Regions from separate parts of the Rattus norvegicus genome. Here region 1 is linked to region 2. Evidence: chromatin contacts called from public Hi-C data. All regions are on one chromosome and are shown on one strand. The core of a region is the stretch at or near the end of the contact, and the rest is flanking DNA. Distances in the headings are between cores, read along the strand shown. Region 1 holds the start of Strada (STE20 related adaptor alpha). Region 2 holds the start of Cyb561 (cytochrome b-561).

Region 1 (7,277 bases), core at 4,735-7,234, 240 kb before region 2:
TTTTTTTGTTTTTTTTTTTTAAGATTTATTTATTATATATGAGTACACTGTAGCTGTCTTCAGACACACCAGAAGAGGGCATCAGATCCCATTACAGATGGTTGTGAGCCGCCATGTGGTTGCTGGGATTTGAACTCAGGACCTCTGGAAGAGCAGTCAGTGCTCTTAACCGCTGAGCCATCTCTCCAGCCCCTTGTTTTGTTTTTTGAGACAGAGTTTTGGTCTTGGCATTCTTGGAACTCAATCTGTAAACCAGGTTGGCCTTGAACTCAGAGACCCACCTGTCTCTGCTTCCCAAGTGCTAGGATTAAAGGTGTGCACCACTAGAACTCACTTTCTAGGCCAGGCTGGCCTGAACTCATGAGTGCTGGGGTCACATACGTCTCATTCATCACACCCAGCTCACTTTACCTACACCGTTATTAATGAGCTCCTTCCTGTGTTAGTCAGGTCTCCATCACTGTGACAAACCGCTGGGATAAGCTTTAGACAGAAAAAGATGGTTCAGGATGGCAGTTTCAGTTCTTGGACTGCCCTTTGGCTTAGGGGAGGCAGCCTATGGGAGAGCAAAGTTGCTTACCTCACAGTGGCCAAGGAGCTGACAGATAGGAGAGGCAGGGGTACTAATATCTCAAAGCCCCACCATCAAAGACCTCATTCCTTTTTTGGTTTCCATCATCTACCCATAGTGCCACTGGCTATATGTGTTTATCATGGGACTTTGGTGACATTTCAGATCCAAACCATTATAGTCCTCCTGGGGTAAGACATCTTGATATGTATGAATCAGGACCAGGAGAGTAGAACGTTGCTTACTGTCACGTTGGAAAGACCATGCTTTCTAAATCTTCTTGCCTGAATCACTGGCAATGCCAAAACTAGCCCTGAAGTATAAACAAAGACAGTGTCAACAAAACCAATTGCTAGCACCGGAGGGATGGCCCAGTGATAAAGGTTCTCGTTAAGCTTGATGACCTGAGTTTGCGCCTCAGAACACATGCGACTCCTACAAGCATGCACACATGTACTCAGTAGGTGGATAAATAAATGTATTGAAAAAACATTGCTAAGTTTTTTCCTTTGGGTAAGTCACTGACCTCTTGAGTCTGTTGTGTTTATTTCTTTATAATGTGAGAGTAAATATTTTTCCTATCTACCTCACAGTTTATTTAAAATTTTTCTTTATGTGTATGTGTGTTTTGCTTGCATGTATGTCTATGTACCATGCGTGTACAGTGCCCAAGGAAGCTAGAAGAGTGCTGGAATCTCTGGGGCTGGAGTTACTGGTGGTCGTAAGCTGCCCTGAGGGTACTTAGGACCTAAACCCAAGACCTCTGAAGAGCAGTCAGTGCTCTTAACTGCTGAGCCATCTCTCCAGCTCGTCTCACAGATAGTTTAAAACCAAAAGATAATCTTAGACTTTACGAAGGCAAGGCTACTATCCAAGTCTATTCTCTTGTTCTCTATCCAGTGGAATGAGGTGAATGAATTCTTTTAACCTCTGACTTTATATATCAGAACTGATAAGGTGAGGGGGGTTGTTTTATTTTTTTCTTGGAGTTGGGGGGTATGTGGTGAAAAATAGAAGAATTGTAATTGTGTTTCCTTTATACAAGGAAACCTCGCTGTATCAAGCGTAAGATGTAGAACTCCTTATGTGGGACTTGGAGAAGGGAAGATACTTGGTGACACATCAGTCATTCAGTAGGAAGTGGAGAGTGTGAAAATTGTATCAGGTCTGTTGGATTTGGTGAGAAGTCAAATTCTGTACTTTTTCTTCTGCCTCACTTTAAACGATGTTAAAGGACGTCAGAGGGAAGAGTTAGACCCGGAGGTCTGGCTTCTACTGCAAACAACTGAAACAAAAGGAAAAAGAAGCCTGGCTGGGCGTGTAGCTCGTGTCTTTAATCCCAGTTCTTAAGTTTCCAGTGTTTGATGATTGACTTTTATTGCAAAAGGAAGATATCAGGGCTGGAGAAAGGCTAGAGGTTGAAAGCACTTAACTGCCCTTGCAAAGGACCCACTTTGAAATCTCAACCCTAGGGGGATCTGTTGCCCTCTTCTGGTCTCTGCAGGCAACTGCAGTCACATATAAGCATCTTCTAAACATAAATTTAATAAAAATCTTAAGGGCTGGCAAGATGGCTCAGAGGTTAAGAGCACTGACTGCTCTTCCAGAGATCCTGAGTTCCAATTCCCAGCAACCACGTGGTGGCTCACAACCATGTGTAATGAGATCTGGTACCCTCTTCTGGTGTGTCTGAAGACAGCTACAGTGAATAAATCTTTGGAACAAAAAAAAACTTAAAGCAAGACGGTGTTATGGTTGTATAAGTTCACAGCTTTCTTAACCCTCTGAATTAAGAAGGAATAAAAGAAGGCTGTTATTTCTCAATGGTGGACCCTACTGCTTGCTTTGAAGTGAGGTCTCATCTGTAACCCAGACTGGCTGTAATTCAGGGCAGTGCCCATGCCCCAGCCTCGAGTGATGGGGTGATGGGTGGGTATCAGCACACCTATTTGTTCTCTGAGAGGGCTACTTGTTAATCATCACATAGGCTGGTTTCTAGGACACAGATAGGCTTGGCCTTCCAGGCAGCTGGAGTGTACTACCGTGTTCACTCACCTTCCTACTCTTGACACAGAGCCTCTTGTACTCTAGGCTGGCCTCTAGCATTCTAGGCTGGCCTCTAGCTTCTGGTCTTCGCTCTGGCCTTTTTTTTTTAATTTAAGTCTTTATTTCTGTATCTCACTGTAGTGCTGTGACAACAAAACAACATCTGTGCACCAGAGCACACATACATCTCAGTAGGCTGTAACTCATTACACCACTGCTAGGAGTTAGCACTCTGTATAAGATGAAAATTTTTTTTGTTTATTTTATTTATTTTATGTATGAGTGCTCTGCTCTATGTGCACCTGCATGCCAGAGGAGGACATCAGATCCTTTTATAGATGGTCATGAACCAGAACATGTATGCTGGGAATTGAACTCAGGACTTCTGGAAGAGCAGCCAGTGCTCTTTAACTGCTGAGCCATCTCTCCAGCCTTCGCTCTGGCCTTCTTATTCTTTTCCTTGGGCATTACTGAGGACAAGGTGGTACTGCCTTACCTGGTGAAATGCTTTTCAAACGAGAGATGGCTCAGTGGTTAAGAGCACTGACTGCTCTTCCAGAGACCCTGTGTTCAATTCCCAGCAACCACATGATGGCTCACAACCATCTGTAATGGAATCCAATGCTCTCTTCTAGTGTGCCTGAAGACAGCTACAGTGTGCTCATATTACATAAAATAAATAATCGTTAAGAAACATATTTCTAGGTAGCACACAGAATAATGGGTCTCATTATTACACGTTCATACCCACAACCTTGTACTCTGCTGTTTGTTCTCACAGTACTCTCTCCCTCCTTCCGTTCATATTTTACGTTTATATAGCTTCCTTCCATTCATATTTTACATTTATATAGCTTCCTTCCATTCATATATTTTTCTGTAGCTTAGCTTATCACTTTGCAGAGCTAGAACTGAAGTCGGTTTCCTGTGCTAAGAAAGCTCTGGATTTGTGCGTCATGTATAATCACACACACACTCGAACCCAAGGCCTCCTGCCTGTTGGGTGTCTGCTGATACACCTCCAGCCCTCCAATTCCAGGGCTTTTATCAAGGCTCTTTCCTTTTGTCTTCCTACTCCTTCCTAAAATGGCTATTTGAAAGCTCACATTAGGTAGTAGAGTGAAAAGTGCTTAAGGACATGGAGTTGAAACTACCTTGCAGATCAGATAATTCTCGTTGACTTGTTCTTCACTGCAGGAAAACAAGCAGCCAATTTTTCAAGTCAAATCTTTAAACACCCTAACATTGTAAAAAGTTCAAAAGCATCAGGAGCTTGTGCCTTCCAGGGCTCACACTCGAACTCTGAATGTTGACCTTTCAATACACAGTTCATTCTGACTTAGCAGGGTTGGTGCATGAGAAGCTGTGCATTTGCCTACCAAAATAGTCACGGCAGATTCTGGGAGGAGGGGGTTCTCAGAGCACTTACTGTGGGTAGTCATCCAGTTGGTAAAATCTTTTAGCCATGCTGACTCTCAAACTGCAACATCCTGTTAGAAAATGTGGTATTGGACGAAATACCTAGTGTTTACACATCCCATCGTAATGACTAAGGTTTTAGGGCCCAGGCACTTGTCTAGCATGCTATGAGGCCCTAGGTTCAATGTCTAGTACAGTCCAAAGAAGGGGAAGGGAAAGAAAAGAAAACTTCAACTTGAGGTTGCCTTGTCAGTTACAGTCTGGTGCAGTGGTTCATACTGTCATCCCAGAAGAGATGGGGTTTACAGGGTTTAAAGTCAGCCTGGTTAGCTTGGATTAGGTGTGAGACCCTGCCTCAAAACTATGTTTGGGGCTGGAGAGATGGGTCAGCGGTAAGAAGCACTTGCTGCTCTTGGAAAGGATCTAGCACCCACAAGTTTCTGTCACTCCAGTTCCAGAGGGTATGACACCTTCTGACCTCTGCCTGCTTCTGCACACACATGGTTTGTGCACATACATTCAAGTCCACATACACATACAAATACATTCAAATAGATGTACACACACAACATACAACAACAACAACAAAAAAAGCAAAGCTTGACACCTTTTCAGGTACTGCTTTCCCTAATGTTCTGGATTCCAAAGACTGTGTGAACTGGCAGAAACTGAGTTTTCCTCCACTCCCTTGCTTTTTGTGGATTCATGAGGATTGATGCTGAAATATTTTAAGACTGAGATTGCAATTTGGGATGTTAAAACATTGGACAAGGCTACAGCTGTGTATAAAACAGCAAGAACCACAGATGAGGGTGGTGTGTGTTTTCATCAAGTCTGTTTGGATGTGGATAAACTTAAAATTCTTGGAAGTTAATAGACCGGTATAAATCTGTGAGGAGACAGCACTAGGAAAAAAATGTATTCATTACTTGACAGGACATATACAGATGTATTGGGTCCTTACCCCACAATAACTGAAGTACTAAAAATTACTTCATGACAAAATGGAGTGCTCATTTTATCAGTCCTATATGCTTTGGCCCCTGCAGCTGTCTTATTTGACAAAGGTAAATCATCACAGATTTCTACAAGTAGAGGACACGCAACCAAACCTTTAATCCCAGCAGAGGCAGAGGGAAGCTGATCTCTTGAGTTCAAGGCCAGTGCAGGCAACATGCGACGCTATCAAAATTACCTCATTACCAAAAAAAGTTATGAACAGAAACAAAATCTCTCGTTTTATGGAGAAAGAAGGAACTTTTGGGCACTGAGGGCAAAGTTTCCTCTTCTAATGCCTGGCCTGAGAGAGACCCAAGTAAGACGTGTGTTTTTCCACTTAAGTCCTACCAGGTGAAATGATTTGGGAGCGGCAGAATGGGATGAGGGGTGGGAATACCCCTGGTAGCCAAGTGAATAGCTATAGTTAGCCCTTGCCCCTTTTCTTTCTGCTGGAAGGGGCCCTTTTGGACTGCAACAAAGACAAACTAGTAGGTCTTTCGCTTCCATATCCTTGGGGAAACCTGCCTTCGTACTAGATAAGGAACGACCTCAGCAAAAGGGAAAAGGCTAGTTAATAACTCTCCCCTACACAGAGACTGTGGGTCTATCATTTCCGATAAGATAAGGATAAGGTGGGAAGCAGGGAGAACCTCTCTGGGGAAAGGCGGAGCTTCCTCTACTGGAGGGTATGGGTGGGGCAAGGCGGAGCCGAGCCCTTCGTGGGCGGTGGTAAGGCGGAGAGCCGGGCAAGGCAGGACTTCCTCTGCAGGAGGCGAGAGGCGGAGCTTCCTATTTGGATGGGGTAAAGCAGAGCTTCCTAGTAAGGGAGGGGCGGGACTTCCTCCGTGAAGCGGAGTAAGGAGGAGCATCTTCCGTGAAGGGGCGGGGCTTCCTTACGGGAGGGGCGAGGCTCGGCCAGTCTCCCTGGTTCCCTCCACTGCGCATGGCACGTTGCGTACCGCCCTCCCAGCAACCGGCCTGGCGGCAGCGCGGCCACAAAACTGAGGAGGCGGAGCCGAGACGGAGTCGGTACTGCGCTCTGACTCCTAGACCAGGTACCGGGTGGCGGGCCCGCCTGGTGCGCTCCCAGGGCCGGTTCCTCTCTCCCGACTCCGAGTCCATCTCCTCGGGGTTGGGCCCCAAGCGGCCATACCGGCTCACCCTCGCCCTCCTCTGGCCCTCATTTAACCTGGGTTCTGGGTTCCCGCATTGAGGTTACAGCCTGAGAGCAAAATTAGGCTTGGGCCTTGCTGGGGAGATGCTGAGCAGAGTTGCCGGACCGGAGAGGCTAGCTCCCGCATGGCCTCCCCACCTTTCCCGGGGCTTCCAGTTGGGGTTGAACTCTCATATGGAAGCAAGATCAGGGCTATCCTCTGCTTTGGTCAAAACGAAGAGCTTCTAATTGTCTTTTTGTCTTAGTTTCCCCAGCAATTTTGGGGACCGAGTATGGTGGCTGAGAGTGAGCACGACCGAAGGGGAGTGGCTAAATAAAATTGTTCATAGTTTTAGGAAATAGGATAACTTCTCAACTCAGCCCTCTGCTAAAATCCTAAGGTACTTCAACTTGACCTCCTTCTCCCAGACTGTTGGAATCGGTCTTACTGAAATACCCGTTGAGGTAGTACCATGTTCCAATATTTGGATGGGTCTTCTATGAACTAGTTGTTAGCTTATCCAGAGATACCCGACACCTGAGACTCAGATCTTGAGAGGTGGTAGACCAAATTTGAGACTGTGGGTGTGGCTTGATTATCTCTAGTGAGGACTTGCTTTCCATTCCTAACACTACCAAGAAGAAAATTGCTATCTTGCCTCTGTCTTAGTTCAAGAACTTAATAGTTTAGCCATTAGTTAGAGCACTGAACTCTCTTTACCCTTTAATTAGGTTTCTTAGATGTTTGGCTGTGTTTATAGTTGTGACCCCAGACATGAAGTTTGGAGGACCAGTGATAAAAATAGAAAAAAAAAAAAAAGTCAGACTAAGAGAATTCTATCGTTGGGTGGCTGGAGAGGAGGCTCTGTGAAAAAGACGACATACTGTAGTCTCTAGCACTCATGTAAAAAGCCATGTGTGGCCATGAGCCTGTGACAAGAGAAACACCAGAGCTCACTGGCCGCCAGCCTGTGTCCAGGCAGAGTAGTGTCCCTTAGCCTCACCAAGCATACAAACAGGTATACACATACATACGAACATATATACGCACAAACATATTATACACACACACACACACACACATATATT
Region 2 (7,849 bases), core at 1,765-4,264:
GAAGAGAACAGGAAGGAAAGGAGGGAAGGGAAGAGCAGAGAGACAGATCCCTGAAAGCATGGTCTCCCAGTGCTGCCACACTGAGGGAAAGCAGTTAGACCTGAGACAAAACCTGGCAGCTTAAAACAAAAAGGCCCTGTGGGCTTCCTTTCCTACCAGCGGCCACCAGCGGGCCACCTGCTGATGGACTGGCCCAACAAGTTCAGGGCATGTTTACACAACAGCAGCCGGCCAATCAGCAACCCTGTCTTCTAACCCGTCAATCCTAACTTAGAGGAGGAAGACTCTTCAGAGGCTTAAACCCCCAGCCCTAGAGAAGAGACTGGATTTTCTGGCTTCCAGAGTTTCCCCTCTTCTTGAAACTCTTTTTCTCTAGGTGTTTGTTTCCACGTTCCCACAAATGCTGTTCCTCAACTGCTGGTGCTGTCTTCTTGCTGCTCTTTTGAATTCAAGATCTTCCCTGCTGTCTAATGGGCAGAGGAACTGAACCTGATCAAGAGCCCTAGGGGGTAACACTGCTGTGTCCTGCTCAGGCTGGATCCCCACAGCCCCTCGGCAGCCCATGTCCTGTTCCTTCAGGGCCCAGCAGAGGAAAACCTCAGCCTGACTGGGTCACTTCCCCTCTTCTCCATATGTGGGCTCTGTAACTACAGTAGGCTGTTTGTCTAAGAATGAACCAGCCTTGGCTGGTAGCGGTCTTTCTTGCTGGCTACGGAAGCACTGTGGCCAGTGTCTTGTCTGGCTGCTACTCTCACCGCCACCGTGGTTGTTCCAATAGAGGCTCTGATCCTTCCTGGGTCTCTGCTCTCTGGGTCACCTCCAGTGGCCACGTATCTGGAAGATAAGCTTTTCTTCCAGAGCGATTCATGGCTCTATTTTCAACGTGACCACAGTAACCACTACATATGTACACAATCCCAAAGGACCTGGGGATGCTGCTGCCTGAGTCTGAGTGTGGTAGAGCAGGGCCTGCTGCTGCTGCTGCTGCTGCTGAGAGCGGGCCAGGGGACCTTGAAGGGCAGGGCCCAGTTTTCAGAGCTGATACAATGATACAAATTTGTTTGGCTTAGGCATGTGGATTCTTGTACTGCTTTTCACATTCCTTTGGACTCTGAGGACTGGAGTTCCGCCCACACTAGGCTTCCATGGTGAAAGGAACAAAAAATTAAAACCTTACCTTTAAAGTAAAAACAGGCTGGGCGATGGTGGAACACACCTTTAATCCCAGCACTTAGGAGGCAGAGGCAGGCAGATCTCCAAGTTTGAGGCCGGCCTGGTCTACAGAGCGAGTTCCAGGACAGCCAGGACTACCCAGAGAGACCCTGTCTCGAAAAACCAATACCTACCACAGACACACAGACACACGGATGCACGGGCACACACAAGAGACCTGGTTACATTCGAGAAACACTTAGGACACGTTTATGCTAAGTTTTTAAAGTAGAAATTTAACTGAGACGCCTGATTTTTCCTTCAGCTTCCTGCACCAGGTAACCCTGGGGAGAAAGAATGTACCAGGTGGGGTTGGCTCTTAGGTCTGGCATCCTGGTTATGAGAACAAGATTCATTCTGTTCAGTGCCTTTTCTGCTCCTTAAGGCCTTTGCTCAGAGGCCCTCCCTGCATATTGAGTGTGTGTGTGTGTGTGTGTGTGTGTGTGTGTGTGTGTGTTCGTCATAACTGTAGTCTTTCCCATACTGCCACACTGGTGGTCAGGAAATGCACCCTTAAGTTTGGAGACTTGAATGAGTTAGGGGATGATCCAACAGGAGCCTCCCCAGGTCTTGGAAGGCAGTGAAAGACCAGGACTGTAGTCAGGGAGCCCAGTACTTAAACAAGATTCCATCTTGCCAAATCGGTCCCTCCTTTTCCTCCCAGAAGCCCAAATACACCCACCAAACAATGAGAAATGGCTCAGCTCCATGTTTAGTTTATAAGCATGTATTTATTGCCTGCTGTTTGCCGGTTAGCACACCAAGGAAGCAGCTGCTTACCTTAAAATGTCCATTAGCTTCTGTCGGATGAAGAGTTACCTTAACGTAATTCCGGTTCTTGGTTCTATCTCAACCGTACACTAGACAGCACACTCACCCTCTAAGAAGGCACCCCCTCCCCAGTTCTGTCTTCTACCTGTGGGGCGCTCCCAGCACAGGGCTACTGCCTTCGTGGGGGAGGGCTGTCCTATAGCCATGCTTTCCTCACAAGGTAAAATACCCCCTTTCTCTCCCACTCTTTGTGAGTCTGGCCAAACATCCAACAGGAAAGAACCTTTTGTTCCCAGCTTGTAGGAAGTCTGAGCTGGGCGCTTATCTACCCGTAGCATTTCCTGAATAGCGGGCCAGGATCTGCTAAACTCCCAGCTTTGCTCTTGGCAACAGTCTTAAGTACAGACCTTGGCACATCAGGTCTAGGCCTTAAATGAAAAGTTGGAAGGACTGAATCTACCCCTTAGATTGGTGTCTCTTCTGTCTCTGTCTATATCCTGGAGTGGAAAAAAAAAAGGGAGGCAAACTGTACCAATAACAGTGTCGATGTGGCTGGTGGGTGTGCAGAGGCGGGAAGGGCAGGGTTATTCCCAGCCTTCCAGTAAAATGTAAAGTGCCCTCCCCGCCCACGAGGGCTGGGAGAGGTGACCCTGGGTTCCCCGAGTTGAGCTGGGGCCCAGGCCGGGCCTGACACCTAGCGGCCTCCTGGGTTCTGGCGAGGCGAGAGTAGAGAGCGAGAGGCTAAATGACCGGGAACCCGGGCGCCGAACCCGCGCTGCTAGCCTTCTCCGCACGCCGGTCCCGAAGCTGCTGGAGCTCGGGTCGGGAGTGCGGGTCGGTATAGCCGCGGTGCCCTCCCGAGTGGCCGCGCCAGGCGGCACTTCCGGCGCAGGTGACGGTCACCTCCTCGCGCGCGCTGCCGGCGTCTCGCCGCCGCACGGTCTCCATGGCGACGCCGTCGCGCCGAGGCCCGTGGAACCTGCCGAGCGGCCGGGGCGCGGCGCGGCGTGGCGCGGGGACGCGCGCAGGCCTGGCGGCGGCGGGACCAGGTAGGCGACAGGGCGGCGGGGACAAGTTCCGCGCGGAGGGGCGGCGGAGACTGGGGCCAGGAGAGGCTGGGCTTCGAGCCGCCCTCTCGCGCGCACCTGCCCGCATCGACCGGGGCACTGCCCCGCCTGTCCCCTGACGCGGGGGTTCCTGCTGCTGGCACCGGGGAAGGCGGCCGGGGGAGCGCGGGTCGCGTCCGCCCGAGTTAGAATGGGGACTGCTGGTGACCCTAGTTCAAGTCTAGGGGCCTGTGGCTGTACTGTAGAACAAAGTGGGTGGGTGTGGACCAAACTGCATTCGCCACGACTGCAGCCACTGTCCCCGAGGCTGGTTCCTGCGCTCAGGTGCGGGCCTGGTGGATCTTTTCCCGTATCCCACCGTCCTCAGGCAGGATTACCAGTTACTAGACTGGCAGAAAGCCTGGCTCCGTGCTTTGGCCTTGGAAGTGACGCAGGTGTGGAACTTCTCGGAGAGAGGGATCTGCTGCCGCCTTTGACTCCTCTGAGTGGTAGCCAGGCCACCTCCCCTTTCCGGTCACTTCTCTTACCCTTACTACCTTTCCTCCCGCGCTGCATCAGCAGACACAGACCCTTTTGGCATGTCCTTCCTCTTTTTGTCTTGGCAGTTTTCTTTAGGAAGAGTTCCGTCTCGGGCACCTGGATTCTGTCCTGTTCTTAGCAAAACAAAAGGCAAAGTATTCTCACCTCCCTTAAATACCTTGATCACTCCTCAGCACTTGGATCTGGTGGGGAAAGTACTGGACGGTTCCAACCCCACCCCTTGTAGGAGGAGCTCCTGGAACCAGAAGTAGAATTGCCCACAGATGCCCTGCCCTGCCGCAGTCCCTGGGTGGGCAGAGCCCAGGCTTCATGAACTCACAGTCACATCTGAATGATGGGATTAAATGCCACGCCAGGCTTCACGCTCCATTTTCTAATCAACTCACAATTCATTGGAGTACGAGTGGGAATATAAAATTCCAACCATTAGAACTACCACTTAGGTCCCTCCTTGGGGACAAGAGGCTGTGATCCTAGAATGTGGGAGGCTGGCGGAGGCAGACCGAAAGTTTAAAGCCAGCTGGGCTACAGAGGGAGATACGGATTTAGCCTCCCCCCTACCTCTCACTCCCACGCAAATAAGAACTAAAGGCAGACCGACAGTCTTCCTTGCCCTAGAAGTTTTTATTCTATGGGGGAATGGGTTGGTGGTGGGCAGGAGGGGTTTGTACTGTGGTACCCCCGGCTCTTTTGTGGCCCCATCCTCACGAGTCAGTTGACGCCACTATGACGTTAAGGAGATACCATTTTTGTTAAACTGCTGTTTCATTGGCAGGCACTGTGCCAAGCACTTGTGCATATTTTCCCCATTTTACTTGTCCAAAGTCCAATAAGGTCCCTCCCCCTCCCCCACCATGGCTGAGGAGGCCAGCTCAGAGAATGGACAAGACCTCCCTGATTGTACACAGTAGTAAATAGGGGAACACACTTTGGATTACATCTTTGTGGCCCAGGCTGCGCTGTAACCTTTAGACGCCTTCGGTGTTGACATTCATGGGGCCCTTCTCCATAAAAATTAAATAATGATATTTAATGATGTTTATTTTTACAAACTCTTTTACTTTTTTACTATTGGCCAGTTCTGGTACAGAGGCCACACCTGATGGTGATTTTTTTTCCTGGCGCACCCTGGTGCCCCCTCCAACAGCCCAGCTTCTTTTTGCCTTTTGTCTTCTCACGTCCTACCCATCAAAGGAAGCTCTAATCCCTGCCCCCACCAGTCTTTGCTAACGCAATTAAAGCCTGCTGCTGATAGGGAGGGTTGTGGCCAAGGCAGGTTTGCTGCCCTGCAACTTCCCTGCGCTCCGCTCGGCCCCCTGGGTTGTCCAGCTTGTGCATCTGGTACCAATAATGAGGTTAGGCCTGGTTGCCTTTTAATAAAACACAATGGGCTTGGAGAGGCACAGGCACAGGTAGCCAGGCACAGGTTGTGCCCTGAGGGTAGCTATGTCCTTGTGTGATTGCATTAAGCGGAGCCAGTCTGCAGGCGGCCTGTGGAGTTTGGATTGTTTCTACTTGACTGTCACAGCCCAGAGATCTGTCACCTCACCCCGAACTCTCAGAAAGAAAGGAGAGCAGCCGTGTGAGAGGCCACGTGAGCACCAGTTCCTTACAAAACTCTGAACTAAGTGTGGCGTGTCAAGAGGCCGAGGTAGGGAGATGTCGAGCTAGAAGCCAGCCTGGGTTCCACTGTGAGATCATGTTCTGAGAGAAAGGAGAGGGAGGGAAAAGGAGAGAGAACACAGGTCTGGGGGAGCAGAGGAAACCTAGGGTCAAGCGTGGCCATTTCCAGCCTGAGGAGCGATAACCCACCACTGTGCTCTGGAAACACAGAGGTAGGAACAGCCTATAGTGACAGCATCTGCATTAGCAGGGAAGGGTAGGGCATTCTCACTGTAGGGGTGACCAGGGACCATGATACAAACGCACATGCTTACAAAGGAACAATCCAGAACCCCCTTTAAAGCTCACAGATCTGGGCTTGCCACAGGCAGAGCAGTTCTGTCCAGAGCCTTGGGGGCACCCATTTTTATTAAAGGATTCCTGAGTATCTGTAAGGCACAGGAGAAGTCAATAATTTTTGTCTTTGAAGCAGGGTTTCCCTGTGTAGCCCAGGCTGGCCTGGAACTTGCAGTCCTCCTGCTTTAGCCCCTGAGTACTGGGATTGTAGGTGCCTGGCACTGCTTTCTTTTCTGTGACTCCAGCTTTTGCACATTTAGAACGTAGTGGATATGAGGTTCCTTGAAGGCAAACCATGCCTGCCCAAAGTGAGTGGTCCTGCTTGATGAGCAACGCCCCACCCCCCCACGCCTCTTGTATCACCTTGTAGCTTACCCCTTACCTTCAGAGGGTCGGGCCAGTTCAGCTATCTTTGTTCCCAGGCTGGCCTCCCGGTTCCCAGGACTGCTTGGGTGGGTGCCCTACCTGAGAGTAAACTGAAACTAAGACACTGCTGCTTACTGACTTCCCTGGGACCCCTTTACTCCTAGAGAGCTGCAGGGAGCACCTGTGCCTGGCACTGTGGCAGTACTGAAGGTGAGCAGGGCCAGCGAGATTGTCCTGTTTATCAGGGGCCACCAAAGCTTTGGTTGGCTTTAGTGTGTGGAAAGGGTGACAGTGCCACTCCAGTTCCTGGACATTAGGAAGGTCAGAGCCACACTGCTGGCAGGAGACCTAGAGGAGTGAGCCCTTTATCAAAGGATGGCCCCTTCTCCTGGTCTGGTGCGAGGGCCGTGCAGGGATGGCTTGAGTGTTTATCCCCCACTTTCCACCACCACTTCCCACCACCCACCTCTGGCAGTGCTGGAGATTGAATTCAGGCCTTGAGTCTGCCCGGCAAGTGCTCCTCACTGAGCTACATCCCCAGCCTCTGTGGCCCTTCTTGTAGCATCTACTATTAATACTTGTCTGGAAGCCCCTGCTGGCAGGGCCCAAGTCTCTTCTGTGGAGTCCTAGCATCTAATGTCACCCACCATAAGGAGCGCAGCCATCGAAGCAGCCACTTGCCGATGGTAACTTGGGCATGCCCTTTCTTTATTGTCTTTGAGCCCTAGCTTCCCCATCTGTCACACTGGCGGTGACACTCTTGTTATGCTCACAGTATTGTTAAGGGTTAAACAGAGGGTACAGAGTGCTTGGTTCAGAACGTGGGTCCCACTGGCTGTCTGGTCCCCACCCCGCTGGTGCATAAAAGCTGTGTCACTCTGGGGTGTCGGGTGTGGGCAGCACTTCAGCATTGGCTTCACAGGGAATTCCAGAAGGAGTTTTCAGTGTGGGGTGGTAAAGCCACCCTCTCACTCATTCCCTTGAGAAGGGAACTTCTCTAGGGTTTCTGCCCATTTCCTGAGAAGGCTGACTGGTACAGAAAAAGCAGGCTGTGGCGGGTCAGATGCCTGACCCCTGCCTCCCAGATCTGCCCTTTGTATTCTGTGAGGCATGAAGAAGCTGAGGCAGGTCCTGCTCCTGCTGTTCTTCCTGATGGGGAGCTAATCAGATTCTGCTGTGCTTCAGGCTCTCGAGAGATGAATCTAATAAGGGAGGAGTGACCTGGAGAGGAGGAGGCAGGACAGAAGACTACAAGGGGGGGGGGACAGCATTCTCTCTCTGTTGGATACCTGAGGAGTCTCAGAAGGACGAAGTGACCCTCTTGCCTTTGAGGAGCAGGACAGGACACTTCCGTGGAGAGCATCGTGGGATTAATCTAGAGCAGAACCCAAGAGGGTAAGGAAGTTTTGGGGAGCCTTGAAGACAGAGGAGGAGCTGCACTTGGGGACAAAGTAGTGAGCCATTGCCATTGCCCAGGAGTGGATCTGCGAGGCAGTGTGGGTAGCAGGGAGCAGAGGAAGGAGAAGCCGGGCAGCACCAGGAGGAAGGACTGCATTGACCGCAGGTGTGTTGCTGCTGTAGGGATGTTGAAGCCCCCACGCAGACCTGGTGGACACATAGTGGGACTGCAGAGGACAAGCTAGGGTCGTGTGGCAGCTGGGGTGACTTACAAAGCTGGGTGTATCCTGGTGCAACAGGCAGATTGATTAGGGAGAGGCGCCTGATCTGGTATGGTTGCAGAGATGGCTGAGAGGAAAGGGATGACAGACCGGGGAGCCCTTACGCTGTATGATCTTCAGTGCTCTCCCTGGGCAGGAGGAGGGCAGTCCATGGTTAGCTGGGATGTTGTGATGGAGGGGACACTGATCTTAGATGAGGCTGAAATGTCAGTGGGGTAGGAATCTCAGGGAGGGCAGAACTGGCCAGGGTTTCAG

Evidence for each region. A called contact is a pair of places that touch in the nucleus more often than the background predicts.
Region 1: a contact with region 2 is called in a Hi-C map of liver, with 4 times the contacts expected there. The contact joins the promoter of Strada here to the promoter of Cyb561 in region 2. A contact is called at or near these places in 2 of 12 Hi-C or Micro-C datasets (kidney and liver).

Annotation. Positions count from the first base shown.
Region 1 is chr10:91,622,350-91,629,626 of GRCr8, reverse strand. It overlaps Strada (STE20 related adaptor alpha), which reads left to right and starts at 5,984. Exons shown (of 13, transcript NM_001415111.1): 1 at 5,984-6,090.
Region 2 is chr10:91,383,601-91,391,449 of GRCr8, reverse strand. It overlaps Cyb561 (cytochrome b-561), which reads left to right and starts at 3,014. Exons shown (of 7, transcript NM_001107056.3): 1 at 3,014-3,032; 2 at 7,101-7,310.